2 separate regions of the Pan troglodytes genome follow, and region 2 is linked to region 1. A link is a contact called in public HiChIP or PLAC-seq data. All regions are on one chromosome and are shown on one strand. Each heading gives the region's core, a stretch centred on a gene start, on an enhancer-like site or on the middle of the called end of the contact. The rest is flanking DNA. Distances are from core to core; before and after follow the strand shown. Region 1 holds the start of TLCD3A (TLC domain containing 3A). Region 2 holds the start of TIMM22 (translocase of inner mitochondrial membrane 22).

Region 1 (3,590 bases), core at 865-3,364:
AAAGTTAGCCAGGTGTAGTAGTGTGTGCCTGTAGTCCAAGCTTGGGAGGCTAAGGAAGACGGGTGGCTTGAACCCTGGAGTTCAAGACTACAGTCAGCTGTCATGATGCCACTGCATCTCAGCCTGAGGTCTCGACAGGAAAAAAAAAAAAAAGTAAAAAATTTGCTGGGTGTGGTGGCTCACGCCTGTAATCCCAGCACTTTGTGAGGGTGAGGCAGAAAAATGACTTGAGCCCAGGAGTTCAAGACCAGCCCGGGCAACATAGTGAGACCCTGTCTTTAAAAAAAAAAGAAGAAGAAGAAGAAAAATTGTACCCAGCCACACCAATATTAACCTTTGGTGTCTACAATCGATGTCACTTGATCTATCGTAGCATCTACCTATTCATCGCCAGTAGCCAGTTTTGTTTTTAAAAAGGCAGAAGGAAAGCACAAAAATCATGACCGCAGGATTGATCCCAAGTAAGACCGCAGGCTAGAGTGAGACGGACGGCCTGCTCAGGCCCCTCGCAGTTCAGTCTCAGCAGGTGAGAAGCAGGACTTGGCAGAGCCCACAGGAGAGCAGGGCCTGGAAAGGCCGTTCAACTTCCTGCACATCCGACTGTGGTCCTTCAACTTGGGAGAAAGTGAGTGTGATTCTAGCAAGACCGGTGGGGAAAAAAAGGCTTGAAATAAAAAAATAAAAGCACCACCATTGTCCAGGTCTAACTACTGTACAAAGTCGACTATTCTGGTCTTAATTTATGATTTGTTTCACTGGAACTGCAGATAGCTGCACATTTCCTGACCTGCCTCTGGACTGAGCTCTGATAGACGTACAAGTCCGTGTTCTAAGCGCTGGGAACCTCTCAATCACCTTTAGCAAATCTGCAGGAAAAACAAGAGCGGCGTTTGCGTGGAAAGGGGTGGTGGGTTGGTTCCTTTCCATGGGGGGGCTCTGCTAACCACACTGGACGTCTATTAGCCAATGATGCTCCAGAGTGAGAACCCAGTGAAGCCGACTGCAAGAATCAGAAGCCACACTCCCAGTCGTAAATGCTTCCACGCTTATCTCTTCCATGAAGGACCTGGATCCCTGGCTCACACCACCTGAAATCAGACTCCGACTCTGTCGTCCTCCCTCATTTCCGTGGACTTTCTCCTAAGCTGGGGGTGCTCGAAGACTCCGGAGAGGAAGAAGGAGCCCATTGTGGTGCCAGCTTTTCCCATTAGTCAGCTTTCTGAGCGCGTGTGCTGCGAGAGCCAGAGCCTGCGAGCTACTGAAATGTGACATTTGCAACAAGCCCCCGGCCCGGGCTCTTACCTGCCGGTGATCACGTCGTTGCAGGAGCGAATGATGACGATCCCCGAGCCGGTGGCCAGCACGGCGTGCACCGAGGAAACCAGCCTAGCGCGGGCGGAGAGGAAAACGGCGCGCGCGCTCAGTCCGGTCCGAGGACCGCAGAGAGCCCAGCCCAGCCCTTCGGCCTGACTCTCCCCAGCCGCCGGCAGATGTGGGGAGCGGGCTCCGGAGGCTCATCGGCCATTCCCGCCCGCCCCGGCCCCGCTCCCGCCAGGGGAGGACGCGGAGGGGCTTCGGGAACTCGGGCCGCCGGGACGCGGAGGGAGCAGCCCCCTGGCTTCCTGCCGCCCCCCTTTTCCGCCCTGGGCCCCGCGGCCGGGTGGGGTGGGGTGGGCAGCGCCCCGGGCCTCGGGGGGCGTCTCGGCGGCGCCGGTACCTGGTGCTGATCATCACGCAGTCGGTGCGGCTCCATCCGGGCTGGGAGCGGCGCAGCGCCCAGGTGCAGAGCGCGAAGAGCCCCGGGAAGAAGAGCGCGCCCCCGGCCAGCGTCAGCAGCATCGGGGCTGCGGGTCCGGCCGCCTCGCTGGCGCCGCGTGGCTGGGTTCGGCTCGGCGCGCCCCGGCCCGGCCGCGCGATTTCAACCCTCCGCCCCTGTCCCCGTCCCGCCTCCGCGCGGCGCTGGCCCCGATCCCGCGGCGCGGCTCTGCGCGTGACCAGGCCCGGCGGCCGCGATAGGGCGGGGCGGGGTCTCTCGCGGTCCCTGGGCCCGGAGGGTTCCCCGGCGTCCCCGGCGGGCGGGTGGGCGGAGGCGGGGACCGAGGCGGCGGCTGTGGCCGGGGCCGCGGCGCGCGCGAGTTCCGAGTCCGCCGCTCCCTCCCGAGCGGCCGCGGGGCCCAGGCGGAGGCGGGAAGGGCCGCGGCTCCCGGCTTCTGTTCCGTCAGCGGACGCGCCCCTCCCCGACCTGCTCTTCTCGCCGGCCCCGGGCGAAGGGGCGGGGTGGGCGCGGGGCCGAGGAAGCCAGGTAGGAACCCCCTCCGGGGTGGGGCGAGGCCCGCGGGGAAGGAAGGGGGGAGGCGGCGTGTGGCCCTGGGTTCGCCGGGCCTCGTCCACCAAGCCCTGGTGCTTCTCGGTGGGAGGCCTCAGGATGTGGCCGAGATGCTTTTCCCGGTCCCGCCAGCGGCTGCAGCCGCTCCGGGGTGGCTCTCAGGAAGCGTGAGGTCCAGGGGCCTCCAGCAGCCCCTCTCCACCTGCACCAGGAGGCGGACTGTGGAGGCTGCAGGCTCTTACTGCCTCTCGGCTTTGGATCTATCCGGAGACACCATCCAGAGGCTTAGTGACTGTGGTGTTGTTCACAACGTGTCGTTGTTTAAAAGTATCGGGGTCGGGCGCGCCTGTAACCCCAGCACTTGGGGAGGCCGAGGCGGGCAGATAACTTGACGTCAGGAGTTCGAGACCAGCCTGACCACCATGGTGAAACCCCGTCTCTACTAAAAATACAAAATTAGCCAGGTGTGGTGGTGCATGTCTGTAATCCCAGCTACTCTGGAGGCTGAGGCAGGAGAATCGCTTGAAACCGGGAGGCGGACTTGCAGTGAGCCGAGATCACGCCACTGCACTCCAGCCTGGGCCACGGAGCGGGACTCTGTCTCAAAAAAAAAAAAAAAAAAAAAAAAAAAAACAGTTATCGGGACAGGCGTCTAAACTTGAATGAATTGGAATACATTTCATTTGTGCCAAGCACCAATCACATGGATGAAGACAGGAATTTCAGTATCATTGGCTTCTGTCCTTTAGGAACTTCCAGCTTTATTTTGCTTTGGTCTGTATCTTCCTCAGCTAACAAATGTAGGGGGTGGGAAATACAGTTGATTTATGTTACTACAAATGAAAGGTCTCCTCAGATCACCGTCGTGCAAAATGCCGACCAAAATCCCGTATGAGGACTTCGGAACAGCTGGGCTCGGCTCTGTGGGCCACGATTTGCTGGTCCGTGAAATGAGAGGGAGGCTGGATCACTAGCTCTTTAACGGTCTTCCAGCTCTAGATTCTTATGAGTCTATGACTTTTACAAAGTGGCAGATGATTTCTGTTAGGTGCCAGTTAAATTACTTTAACACGGCAGTTAGTGATGTAGGAACTGGTGTAGACTGAGCACAGCTTTTGTTTTTTTCAATTTGGATTCATTCATGATGGAGTCTGAAGATGTTTCTCAGGTTTAAAAGATAGTTTTCCTTCAGCGGTAGTATCAGTTACTAGGCTGTGACCTTTTGGAATGAATGTAGCCTCTAACATCTTCCTATAGGTGGTTA
Region 2 (3,349 bases), core at 270-2,769, 260 kb before region 1:
ATCCCACACTGCTGCCACATCTGTCCTTCCTGAGCCGGCTGGACATGTCCAGATGGATGCCCTCTCATGATCTCATGGTCAATATGAGTTTAATAAAATCATGGGCACCTCCCCTTCAACTTAAGGGAAAAACAGAAGGACAAGTGCAGACTTCATCTCTCCTTGCTCGGGGCTGTCTAGTCACAATGGTCTTTCAGTTTTTCAAACCTCAACCGCTGCCCTAGAGTCGTCTGCATGTGCATTTCTATATGTCTGCATCCTTCCTCTGCAGTGTTCCTGCTCAACATTCTTCTCCACATAGTATAATACAGGCCCCATGAAGACCAGGCTCTTGTCTCTTTCACCTGGCACGTGATATTGCTTAGGAGCAATTTGTTGAAAGAATTATTTAAGAGAATGAGTGAATTTAAGGGAATGAACGGATGAATGAAGTCACCCACGTAATAACTTTTTGTTGTTGTTGTTGAGACGGAGTCTCGCTCTGTCGCCCAGGCTGGAGTGCAGTGGCGCGATCTCGGCTCACTGCAAGCTCCGTCTCCTGGGTTCAAGCGATTCTCCTGCCTCAACCTCCCGAATAGCTGGGACTACAGGCGCCCGCCACCACGTCCGGCTAATTTTTTGTATTTTTAGTAGAGACGGGGTTTCACCGTGTTAGCCAGGATGTCATGTAATAACTTTCAGGCCCCAACCACAGCACCGATTCTCTGACCCAATTTTCATCAGGAAAGCCGACCTGAGGGGGCAGGAGAGGTGACGCCCGATTCACGAACGAGGCGAGGGTGTGGTCAAGGTCAAGGCCCGCAGTCCCTCGCCTCCCAGGCGCGTGGTCTTCTCGGCAGAGACCCCCACTGCCGTCCAGGCCCTCAGCCTCCCAAGGGTCCCATCGCCCGGCCTCACCTCCCACGCAGGCCAGCGCAGCCTTGAAAGCGCAGCTTTCCATCGCCTTCTCGATCATCTTCTGCTCCTCACTCTTGGCTGGACTTGGGATCCCGCCCAGGCTCCCAGGCTCCAGGAGCCGGGGCTGACGCTTGTCACCCACCAGGTACTGCAGGAGAAGGCTGTACTGCAGCGGAGCTTCGGCGGAACCCGCTGCCTCAGGGGCCGATCCCCCGGCATTGGGGGCGGCCGCCGCCATGACAGTCGCTGCCCAAGCAACCCTCGCGTCCTTCTCCCCGCAGCAGATTCGACAAGCGTCACGTTGCGGGCCCTGAGACTAGCCACTGTGACGCAACGGCAGATTCGCCGCAGGAGGAAGCCGCGGCCGCAACGCTCGTCGTGCGCACACCAGCGAGACCGCTATCATGTTTCCAAAAAGAAAGCCTCCTGTGAAAATGGAATTGGGCTTGGACAGCTTTCCCCATGTCACAGACAAACGAGATTCAGATTCACCAGAAAGCGCCCGCACGGTCGGGGCTGCAGCGCGGTGAGTACCGGGATTTGTAGTTCTAATCCGACATCCAACTACATTTCCCAGGAAGCGTTGCGCGTGCTCTCGCGCCTCGGCCCCGCGCGGGGCTCTTACGAGCTCCTGAGGGGAGCGAGGAGTGGCCGCGCGCTCCGGGGCTGCCTTGCTCCGGATCGCCGGGAGGGGACGCGCGAGCATTGTCGCTGCCCTTTCCGCCTCGTGCTGTCATCGGGCGGTGAGGCGTTAAATCCTGTGGTCCCGGAAGGTGCGGTGAGAGGTAGATGCTTTGTAGATAAGCGTGAACTTGTGCTGTAAATGCACGGACCGGGCGCGGGGGCTCACGCCTGTCATCCAGCACTGTGGGAGGCCGAGGCCGGTGGATCACGAGGTCAGGAGTTCGAGACCAGTCTGACAAACATGGTGAAACCCCATCTCTACTAAAAAAAAAAAAAAAAAAAAATACAAAAATTAGCTGGGCATGGTGGTGCACGCCTGTATTCTCAGCTACTTAGGAGGCTGAAGCAGGAAACCCCGTCTCTACTAAAAATATAAAAATTAGCCAGGTGGTGGCAGGCGCCTGTAATCTCAGTTACTCGGGAGGCTGAGACAGGAGAATCTCTTAAACCCGGGAGGCGGAGGTTGCAGTGAGCCAAGATCGCACCATCGCACTCCAGCCTGGGCGACAAGAGCAAGACTCCGTCTCAAAAAAAAAAAAAAAAAAAAAAAAAAAAAAAAAAAAAGATCCTAACTGACAGCATTTGCTGACTTGTGTGGTGTTAATATCCCCATCATGGCTGATTTCAAACTACCAAGCGAGGTCATCAGTCAGAATTGGGAAGACGTACAGCAGCATGTGGTTACATGGTGTTTCTATCACACAGATACAATCTATGGAAATAACCTCAACAGCATAGATAGGAGTACAGTGTAGTAAAATTTTTAGGAGGGGATGAGTTTTGAGCACATATTACCTATTTTTAGTGTAATTTATTATAAATGTATAGAATGTAATTTTTAATAATAACCCTGCTTAACAACCAGCTCAAAAACTCCTGATAATTTGTTGCCTTACTTTTTAAAATTATTCTTTTGAGACAGAGTCTTGCTCTGTCACCCAGGCTGGAGTGCAGTGGTGCAATCTCCGCTCACTGCAACCTCCACCTCCCGGGTTTGAGCGATTCTCCTGCCTCAGCCTCCTGACTAGCTGGGATTACAGGCACATGCCACCATGCCCGGCTAATTTTTGTATTTTTAGTAGAGACAAGGTTTCACCATGTTGGTCAGGCTGGTCTCAAACTCCTGACCTCAGGTGACCCACCCGCCTCGGCCTCCCAAAGTGCTGGGATTCCAGGCGTGAGTCACTGCGCCCGGCCAGTTAGGGCCTTTTTGTTATTGTTGTTAAACATTTACCATTATACCACTGCACCGCAAGCATATTTTGGGAACCAAGAACACTTCCTCCTCTTTGAGGAAACCAGAATTGGGGCCTGGAGGCAGAGAAATTGGGAATGGATTTCTGGTCGTATCCAGGAAAATCCTAGGGGATGTTGGAGAGAGGTTTTCAGTCCCAAGAATGCTAACACTTTGGCATCATTTTGTACTCCTCGTATGAACAAAACGTGGCCTGGGAACACCTCTGGGCATTTAAGCACACTTTTTGCTAATGGCCTGAAGGCAGTGCCGTAGCAAGCATCTGCCTACTTGGGCCAGGGACTCTCAGAAGATGTTGATTGGAAAAGATTCCTCTGCTGGGCACGGTGGCTCACACCTGTAATCCCAGCACTTTGGGAGGCTGAGGCAGGAAAATTGCTTGAGTCTGGGAAGTTGAGACTGCAGTGAGTCATGATCGTGCCACTGCACTCCAGCATGGACGAGGGAACGAGACCCTGTCTCAAAAAAAAGAAAAAAAAAAGATTACTCTAAGTAAACAGTGGTCATTTTATT

The links. HiChIP or PLAC-seq counts read pairs in DNA pulled down with a chosen protein or histone mark.
Region 2: an H3K4me3 HiChIP or PLAC-seq map of stem cell-derived excitatory neurons shows a contact between it and region 1, with 6 times the contacts expected there. The contact joins the promoter of TIMM22 here to the promoter of TLCD3A in region 1. A contact is called at or near these places in 1 of 7 Hi-C or Micro-C datasets (induced pluripotent stem cells) and 1 of 1 datasets of contacts at active chromatin or transcription factors (stem cell-derived excitatory neurons).

What each region holds. Positions count from the first base shown.
Region 1 is chr19:11,204,808-11,208,397 of NHGRI_mPanTro3-v2.0_pri, reverse strand. TLCD3A (TLC domain containing 3A) reads right to left here and starts at 2,114. Exons shown (of 5, transcript XM_016931108.4): 1 at 1,718-2,114; 2 at 1,303-1,386. The coding sequence starts at 1,839. VPS53 (VPS53 subunit of GARP complex) reads left to right here and starts at 2,230. Exons shown (of 26, transcript XR_010152741.1): 1 at 2,230-2,302.
Region 2 is chr19:11,466,173-11,469,521 of NHGRI_mPanTro3-v2.0_pri, reverse strand. It overlaps TIMM22 (translocase of inner mitochondrial membrane 22), which reads right to left and starts at 1,519. Exons shown (of 4, transcript XM_001153337.8): 1 at 898-1,519. The coding sequence starts at 1,135.